3 separate regions of the Sus scrofa genome follow, and regions 2 and 3 are each linked to region 1. Evidence: chromatin contacts called from public HiChIP or PLAC-seq data. All regions are on one chromosome and are shown on one strand. The core of a region is the stretch at or near the end of the contact, and the rest is flanking DNA. Distances in the headings are between cores, read along the strand shown. Region 1 has its middle 56 kb from the start of SKOR1. Region 2 overlaps PIAS1 (E3 SUMO-protein ligase PIAS1). Region 3 overlaps CLN6 (ceroid-lipofuscinosis, neuronal 6, late infantile, variant).

Evidence for each region. HiChIP or PLAC-seq counts read pairs in DNA pulled down with a chosen protein or histone mark.
Region 2: an H3K27ac HiChIP or PLAC-seq map of skeletal muscle shows a contact between it and region 1, with 4 times the contacts expected there. The contact joins two enhancer-like sites.
Region 3: an H3K27ac HiChIP or PLAC-seq map of skeletal muscle shows a contact between it and region 1, with 5 times the contacts expected there. The contact joins two enhancer-like sites.

The regions. Positions count from the first base shown.
Region 1 is chr1:165,808,437-165,811,136 of Sscrofa11.1, forward strand. No RefSeq gene overlaps it. Among named protein-coding and RNA genes, the nearest start is that of SKOR1, 56 kb to the left of the region's middle. Within about 2 kb of position 1,420, at least 45 of the 83 cell types and tissues checked have an H3K27ac peak or open chromatin away from gene starts, as enhancers often do. A contact at or near this core is called in skeletal muscle, where this site is marked.
Region 2 is chr1:166,086,298-166,089,030 of Sscrofa11.1, forward strand. PIAS1 (E3 SUMO-protein ligase PIAS1) reads left to right here. Exons shown (of 14, transcript XM_003121749.6): 14 at 1-945. Among named protein-coding and RNA genes, the nearest start is that of CALML4, 12 kb to the right of the region's middle. Within about 2 kb of position 1,369, at least 3 of the 83 cell types and tissues checked have an H3K27ac peak or open chromatin away from gene starts, as enhancers often do. A contact at or near this core is called in skeletal muscle, where this site is marked.
Region 3 is chr1:166,106,210-166,108,909 of Sscrofa11.1, forward strand. CLN6 (ceroid-lipofuscinosis, neuronal 6, late infantile, variant) reads right to left here. Exons shown (of 7, transcript NM_001243614.1): 7 at 1,686-2,700. Among named protein-coding and RNA genes, the nearest start is that of CALML4, 7.8 kb to the left of the region's middle. Within about 2 kb of position 1,277, at least 22 of the 83 cell types and tissues checked have an H3K27ac peak or open chromatin away from gene starts, as enhancers often do. A contact at or near this core is called in skeletal muscle, where this site is marked.

The DNA.
Region 1 (2,700 bases), core at 170-2,669:
CCAAAGCTCCTTAGATTACCAGGCAAAGTTGCCTGTGGCAATGTTTAGAGAAGGAAGGACTGTCCTTCCAGGCTAGCCTGTATAATCATACTCTGCCTCCCTATAAACTACCACAAAGGAGGCTACATGCAGCTAAGCTTTGGGCTCTGGCTTCGCCATAAATGAGTTCCATCTCCTAGAACTGAAGCAACCACCCAGTGCCTCAGTTCTTTCATCCCTAAAATGGGAATAATAGTAGTGCACCTACCTCATAGGGTGTCCTGAAAATTACAGCCCTCAATTGGTTGTAACTTTCTTTACTCCGTGTTAATTATTATTAGTAGTAACACTTCCTCAGAATTGTTGCACAGATCACAATATGTCTAAATAAACAGATTTTAAGGGCCCCCTGAGCCTGGAAGTAGAGAGGCAGTATCTGTAGAGGTTAAGAGTATAGGGTATCTGCCTGACTGCCTGGATTTGCAGGATGGACACTTAGGAGCTGTGTGCCCTTGGACAAATTACTTAACCTCTCTGACCTTCTCTTTCCTCCTCTTTAAAGTGAAAATAGGAGTTCCTGTTGTGGCTCAGTGGAAATGAATCTGACTAGTATCCATGAGGACGCAGGTTCGATCCCTGGCCTTGCTCAGTGGGTTAAGGATCTGGCATTGCCATGAGCTGTGGTGTAGGTCGCAGATGTGGCTAAGATCTCGAGTGGCTGTGGCTGTGGCATAGGTCCGTGGCTACAGCTCCAAGAGGACCCCAAGTCTGGGAACCTCCATATACTGTGGGTGTGGCCCTACAAAGACAAAATAAATAAATAAATATTAAAAAAATTTAAAAATAAAGTGAAAATAATAGTGTACATTTCACTTACCTGGAAGGAGGCTGGGCCAGGCTTTCTACAGCCAGAGCATCTGTGCTGTGCAAAGAGAGTATTCATCTACTAATAGAATACTTACAAATACTAATACTTTAGAATACTAACAAGATAATTACATTATTATAGTAACAGCATCTATTTCAAAGTGTTGTAGTAGAATAAGCGCTTGCAGAGGGCTTTACATCGTAGAGGACTTTACAACAGTGCCCGGCAACAACTATGTGCCATTATCGTTATTATTACCCCCATTTTGTAGATGAGGAGATTGAGGACCAGAGAGGCGAAGAAACAGGACGCCAGGGGTATGCAGCTAGCCGCGCGTGCAGTGCAGGGCTGGCACTGCAATCCAGGGGTTCCGCCCGCTGTCCCGTAGCCGCCCAGCCCGGGAACTAAACGACTCCTCTCCCCGCCCTCCTCACCCCACCCAGGAAGGCACCCCGGGAATGGAAAGCTGGCCGCCTTCCAGTTCCCTGGGGCCCTGGAGCCCTGCCCCCGCTCCCCCCTCCCCCAGCCCCAGAACAAAGTACACTCCGCCGCGGGAACATTCCAGCCCTTGGAAGGCCAGGCGGGGCGGCGGCCGGGCCCCCGTAGCCTCGCAGGGCGTCTGCGGCCCCGGCCCGGCCCAGCCCCGAGGTGCCCCTGCCTGGCGCCCTCCCGGCCTCCGCGCCAGCCGAGTGTGCAGACGCAATTGCACCGGAGGAATTCTGCCTTCTTTTCCCCAACGGCTCGGACCCCAAACTGAAAAGGCGAGGGACGCGATGGGCGGAGCAGATGCCGAGCCGGGCGCTGGGCCCCGCGGGCACTGAGCGCGAGCGGCGTCCTTCGCGGCGCCAGCGCGGGGCAGAGCCGGCTCCGGGGCGTGTTGGGCCCCCCGGCCTCACAACATTACTTCTTTATAAGAAATTAACGCATGCTTTTGTTTAAAAAAAAAAAAAGGACAAGAAGAACCAGGAGAAAGCGCTCCATTAATCCTACCATTCTGAGACAACTGCTGTTAATTTGGTTATGATCTTGGAGACTTTTTTCTTCTTTTTTTGTCCTTGCAGACTTTTCTATGCACAAAAACACACGGATGTATATTGACATGAAAGGGATCATGCTGTTTGTTTTTAAAGTAATAGAGTTTGGTTTTTAGAGCAGTTTTAGGTTTACAGAAAATTGAGGCGAGAGTGCAGTTCCCCTGTCTCCCCTGTGCCCGCTCTCACAGTTTTCCACTATTAGTAACATCTTGTGTTAGTGTGGCACTTTTGTTCCAATTGATGGACCAAGATTGACACAGCGTTGTCATAAACTAAAGCCCACAGCTCAATTAAGGTTCGCTGTTTGTGCTGTGAAGTTCAAAGTTTTGATTAACGCACAAGGTCGTCTATCTACCATTATAGTATCACGCAGAATACCCTAAGTCCAGTGTCCCACCTACTCTTCCCTCCCCTGGGACCCCTTGTAGCCACTGATCTTTTTACTCTTTCTCTGCTTTTGCCTTTTCCAGTTTGCCATGTGCTTGGAGTCACACAGTAAGGAGAGTTTTCAGGCTAGCTTCTTTTACCAAAGAATATTCTTTTAGGCGTCCTTCGTGTCTTTTCATAGATTAATAGCTCATTTCTTTTTATCACTGAATACTATTCCATTATATGAATGTACCACTGTTTGTTTATCCACTCACCTCTGGAAGGACATCTTGGTTGCCTTCAGTTTGGGGCAGTTATAAATAGGCTGCTGTAAACATTCATCTGCAGGTTTATTATACTGCTGTCCAGCTTGCTTTTTTCAGTTATGAATGGCTTTTGGTGTTGTAAATATAGATGTATATCATCATTTTAACGACTACATGGGATTTA
Region 2 (2,733 bases), core at 119-2,618, 280 kb after region 1:
AAGTTGCCACCACCCCCCTTGCTTTGGTCATTCATAATAGGTGTGCATAAGTTTGTGTTTCTGTATAGTACCCTCTGTGTGTGTGTGTGTGTGTGTGTATGTGTGTGTGTGTACACACACACATCTTTGATAAAATAGCTGTTTGACTAGCAGGGTTGAAGTGGCTTTTAATTATTTTGTGGGCATTATTTGAACACATCTTTTGAAAACAATCTGGACCTTAGCCATGCCACACTTGGTTGACTAATTTATTTTGAGTGTTAAAAATTTTCTACTTCTTTTAATTTAGATTTATCACAGTTCTCTATTATTACTGACTTACTTAGCAAAGATTCATTTAAGCTTCTGAAAAATGTGATTTCTTGGCAGATTTTCCTTTGACTCAAATGTCTGAAACTGAATGAAAATGTATCCTGAGTTTTAATTCCTAATTGTGGGAAAAAAAACATTGTTTTTAAACAGTTCCAATTTTAAACACATAAAAAACACTTCAAGATCTTCAGGACTTTAAAGCATATTTGAAATTATTTTAGTAAGAATTTTGTTTTATCAATACATGTTGATTTCTGTTTTTTAATTAAAAGAAAACAAAGATTTCAGAAAGAGGGAGGGAGAATAGCTGGTGGTCCGGGAGTGTGCTGCTGTTAATTGTTTAATTAACAAAGGGGAAAATGTATATAAACAGATATAAAAGTTACCATAAATTCCATGAACTTAAAATCTGTGATTCATTGCCTTAAAACTTTCTCTCTTAGAATTTCCATACCGCATGCCAAACCAGTAAAATGGCTTTTAAAAATGTATAGTAGACCAATGTCAGTTTGTATAAAAGTACCAAGTGAAAATATTTATTACATGCATTGGAAAAAAAAATTGTTTACCTATTGAATGTTACCTGTTTATGTAGAGCTCTTTAGATGTAATAAAAGAAAACCCTTCAGTTAATTTGTCTTCTGTAAAATGCACTGCTGCGTATACAAGGTAAAGGTCCCTGTGAGAAAAAGTGACAATGCTTTGTGCTTCCAGGGCCCCTTTGATCCAGAAATTTCAAAGCAGGACAAGTAACCCATTCTCTTGCAACATGCTTTGAGGGTAAGTAATGAATATACAGCCATCGTTCCCCTTTCTTACTCAAATTTGGCTAGCTTTGTAATGACCCAGAGTCTATTTAGTTTTAAATCTGTTTAATTAATCTGCAAGTTGATTGTTAAGAGCACTGTGGCCTTTTTTGCAAACAATACTAGGTGCTGGGTAAACCAAGTGGAATTTCAGGAATGTGCATGAAACCTGGACATGGGGTGGTGTCAAAGCCTTTCCTGGAGTAGAGATTTAAGTCACTAGAACATCTAAGATCTTGGAATCCTACCCACTGAACATCCATAATTAGAAACACAGTCAGTGGACGCGAGCCCCAGGTTCTAATGGCCATTGCACACCACTTGGGTGTTTTGGCAAGGTACACTTCAGATTCTTGTTAGGCAAATAAGATTAATAACATGCGCTTTAAAACCATACAGGTACCATTGTATGTGGCATATCAAGATGTAAAGTTTTGGAGGAACATACCCTCACTGTTATAGCCCAAAACTTGCTTTGCCTCTACCATCTAAATCACAGCTATCTACTATCCAATCTTTCACATTCCAGATTGGCTGTGCAGGACTAACTTCCTCATATCCATGCTGAGTTAAAAAGAGATGTGGAGCTAGGACCCTTGAGCCTTGCCTAAAAGTGAAATAGAGCGGTTGGTTCTCCGTGGGGTGCCAACATCTAACCAGCCAGCTCACAGGTGGAGTTACCTTGAAGGTAATGAAGTTTGAGCACTGGGGCCCCTCACTTGCTCCGGCTTCTTCCAGGTCCTTAGACCCCACAAAACCTGGATCTCTTGTAACTGTGAACCTAGGATCCCCAGCTAGACAATCACAACTTCACTTACTTTGTGGTTTAGGAGGCTTTTTATTGCCTCCCCCCACAAAAGCCTGCTCTGCTGCTCCTAGGAATCCCTGCTCACTTCCATTGGCAGTTACGCTGTTAGGGAAACAAAAGCAGCTCTCCTTTCTCAGGCCCTCCATTTGGTCTGAAGCCATGCAGCATTGTGAGATAGTTGCACCATGACTGTTTTCTCCCCTGCAGTTTCCTTTGTGTCTGGCCCTTAGATTTGTGTCATGGGTAAATCTCTGAGGGACACACCTCCCTCTTAATTTGGTTTTCTTTTGCTTTAGCCACTACGGCATCGTTAGATGAAGCCACAGCCCAGAGAGCCCAATTTCGATACATATAAGGATGAAAATCTCTGTCCTTAGAGTTCTGCCCTGCTCCCCCTTCAACATGCTGGTGTGTGACTCCAGCCCTTTTTAGGGCTGTCCTGACACTAGCAGTGGATCCACAAGTTTGATGAGTGCACAGCCAGCACCAGCCTGGCACCTCCTGGTTACATAACTAACTTAAAAAGCCGCTTGAGCTGGAAAAGCTCCCAGCAGGACCAGTACCCCTACTGCTGTTTTCTGGAGCTCTTGCTGTGCCATGGCAATGGCCTGTTCCACCCCTTATACTTTTCCTTTAGTCCTGAGGAAATGGCTTGAACCCTGTGATCAATTCTGCCCACTTGAACAGACCATCCTAGTTCCGTGAACCTCTCTGATGTGCCAGGGGAACACTCAAAATCCTGAAGTATCATTAAGGGTCTTCTCAAACTCAGCAAAGCCTCAGTGAATGCACCTCATTACATCTGGT
Region 3 (2,700 bases), core at 27-2,526, 300 kb after region 1:
AATATTTCTAGGGAATGGTTTTCACTAAACTGCCCAAAGAGACCTTGGTCAAGAGAAACACAAATCTCCAAGGCTCCAATAATTTGCTGTGATTTCCTTTCAATTCTAAACATCATTTTTAGATGTAATTTATTATTCACTTTTTTTGTTTGTTTCTTATCAAGCATCCCCTAAATTGTATAAGCTTCAGACCCCACCTAAGCAGGCCTGCACCTGCTCAGAAGATATCTATAAAGAACTTCTGTGGAGAATAGGCCCTGGAGAGGCTTTGGAGGAGCAGTGGCTAGAGGTGGGAAGGAGTCAAATGAGGTTGCTGGGCAGGTGGGGGCCCTTGTGTGTTGAGAGGCCAGAGCCCACCCTGAATTAAGAAAATGCAGATTATGACCTGCTGAGTGAGGGCACGATCCACCCACATGGGGGCAGCAGGGAGCTCCCTCCACATCCAGCTCCCACTTTGGGGAAGTGAAACCCATGGGGTCATTTTGACTGAATGCACAGTCTCAATATATCCCCACAAAGGAAGTAAAGTCACAAGATTTATTATTTCAGATCCCAGAATCCAGGGGGCACAAGGAGCCGAGGGAAGGGCCATCCTCCATCCCAGGCCTTAAGGGAGCAGGAGATGGAGGACAGCAAGCACCTGGTATTTATAAGGTGGGGGTGGGGACAGAGGCTGCTAACTTTTCATGGGTTTAAATTCTTAGGTGGTTATTTTATTTATTTATTTTTTTAAGGACCACACCCACAGCATACGGGGGTTCCCAGGCCAGGGGTCGAATTGGCGCTGCAGCTGCCGGCCTACACCACAGCCACAGCAACGCCAGAGCTGAGCTGGATCTATGACCCACACCAGAGCTCCCGGAAATGCCGGATCCTTAACTCACTGAGCAAGGCCAGGGACTGAACCTGCATCCTCATGGATGCTAGGCAGATTTGTTTCTACTGTGCCATGATGGGAAATCCCTTAAGTGGTTATTTTAAAAGGTGCCCGGGAAAAGCAAAACAGGAACTCACAGCTGGAATCCTAAACTCCAATCTTTATGTCCAGACTCTGGGTGGGAGAAGGGTGATCACACTAGAATGCAGAGGCAGCAATTCTGAAAAACAAAGCTGCTTTCATCAAAAGGTGTTTTTCTCATCACAACATGGCCTATGATGGTGCAAGCATTTCCTGTCCCATGCAGCCTCCTCTGTGTTTTCTGCTAAGAGTAGCTCAGTAAGTCCCTGGTGGCTGCACAGTGACTCTCAAAGACCAAGAGCTGAGGCTCCAAGGGATCAAGTGATTTGCCCAAGGCTAAGTGCCAACTTCCCACAGACCAGCCTCCCTGCCTTTCCGCCAAGGGCACCCTCTGCTTCAGCCTCTGGAACAGGCTGGCAGCACAGCCCAGGGGATCAGAGGAGACATCTCTGAGGGGCAGGTCTGGAAAGGCCCAGTCCCAGCCCCCAGACGCCTCTGAAGACAGCTGGCACTAAGAGGCCTTGCTTCCTGGCGGCCCCCCAACCTACTAAGTGGCATGGATGGCAGCACCTGCTCTCAGATGGGAGCATAAGGGGCTGAGTGGGCCCTCAGGGTCTGCCCAGGGCTCCTGCCTAGGCCCCAGACCAGCCACTCCTTTCTCTGCTTCACCCTCCTCCTCCCAAATTCGCACCCCAAGAAGCAGCAGCAGCAGCAGCAGCAGGCAGGCTTGGATTCACACCACCTTTATTCACACCCCTCAGCCCAGATGCTGCCAGCAGACAGGACTCACGGGGCTGGGAGGGACCCCTACATGAAAGGAGAATCTGAGGCACAGGGCTCCCTGAGAGCACAGGGGAGGAGGCGGGGCCTCTGAGCCGCCCGCAGGATTCTGCTGGGAGATCAGCTGTGGGAGGAGACCTGGTCCAGTGTCTGGGGAGGTGGGGGCAGAGGGGGTCCCAGGATGAGGCCTCCCTCTTCTGGGCGCAGGGCCTTGGTGTGGGGGAAGGTGTAGATTCAGGCTGAGACAAGATGTCCCCGTCCCTGCTGAGGGGCTCAGGACACAGTGCAAGTAGGGAGAACTCTGCCTCCAGCTGCCACTAAAAACCTGTGGTTGCGGGGAGAGGGTAGAGACAGCTGCTGGCAGAGCTACGTGGCTGGGGCATAGCCACTGCCAGGCGCCAAGATCAGGTTAGGGGAAGGGCTGGTCTCTGGCTCCCCGCAGCCTGAGGTTCGGTGAGGATCTGGGGTGTGTACCCTCCCAGGGTAGGAGGGGGCAGGGGCCGGGTAGAACCACTCATCCCTCCCGAGGGGTGCACTTTGCTCATGAACACACAGCAAGTTCATGTAACCTGTGTCATCCGGCCTCCAGGGTCGGGGCGGGTCTGAGCAGTGAGCCAGGTCAGGGGGTGACAGGCCAAGTCCCCTCCTGACCTCTGCCCCACTCAGGCCTCTCTTGTGCAGCTACTGGAAGACCCCCAGGAGAAGAGACAGCCCTGAGCAGTGGGAGTGAGGGCCTGACTCCAGTCAGGTGCACAGGAGGACAGGGCCCAGGGCCTGGCCGGGACACACTGCCTCAAACCAGATCCCGTCCTGAGAAGAGCCAAACCGCAGAGACTTGACCAAAACAAGTGACTCTCACAGTGACACTCACTGTACGTGCACAAGCCAGCACACGCACACACCCCATCCATGTGCACAACGCAAACTCACGCACCCGTGCTCTCAGCCACGCACACATGAGA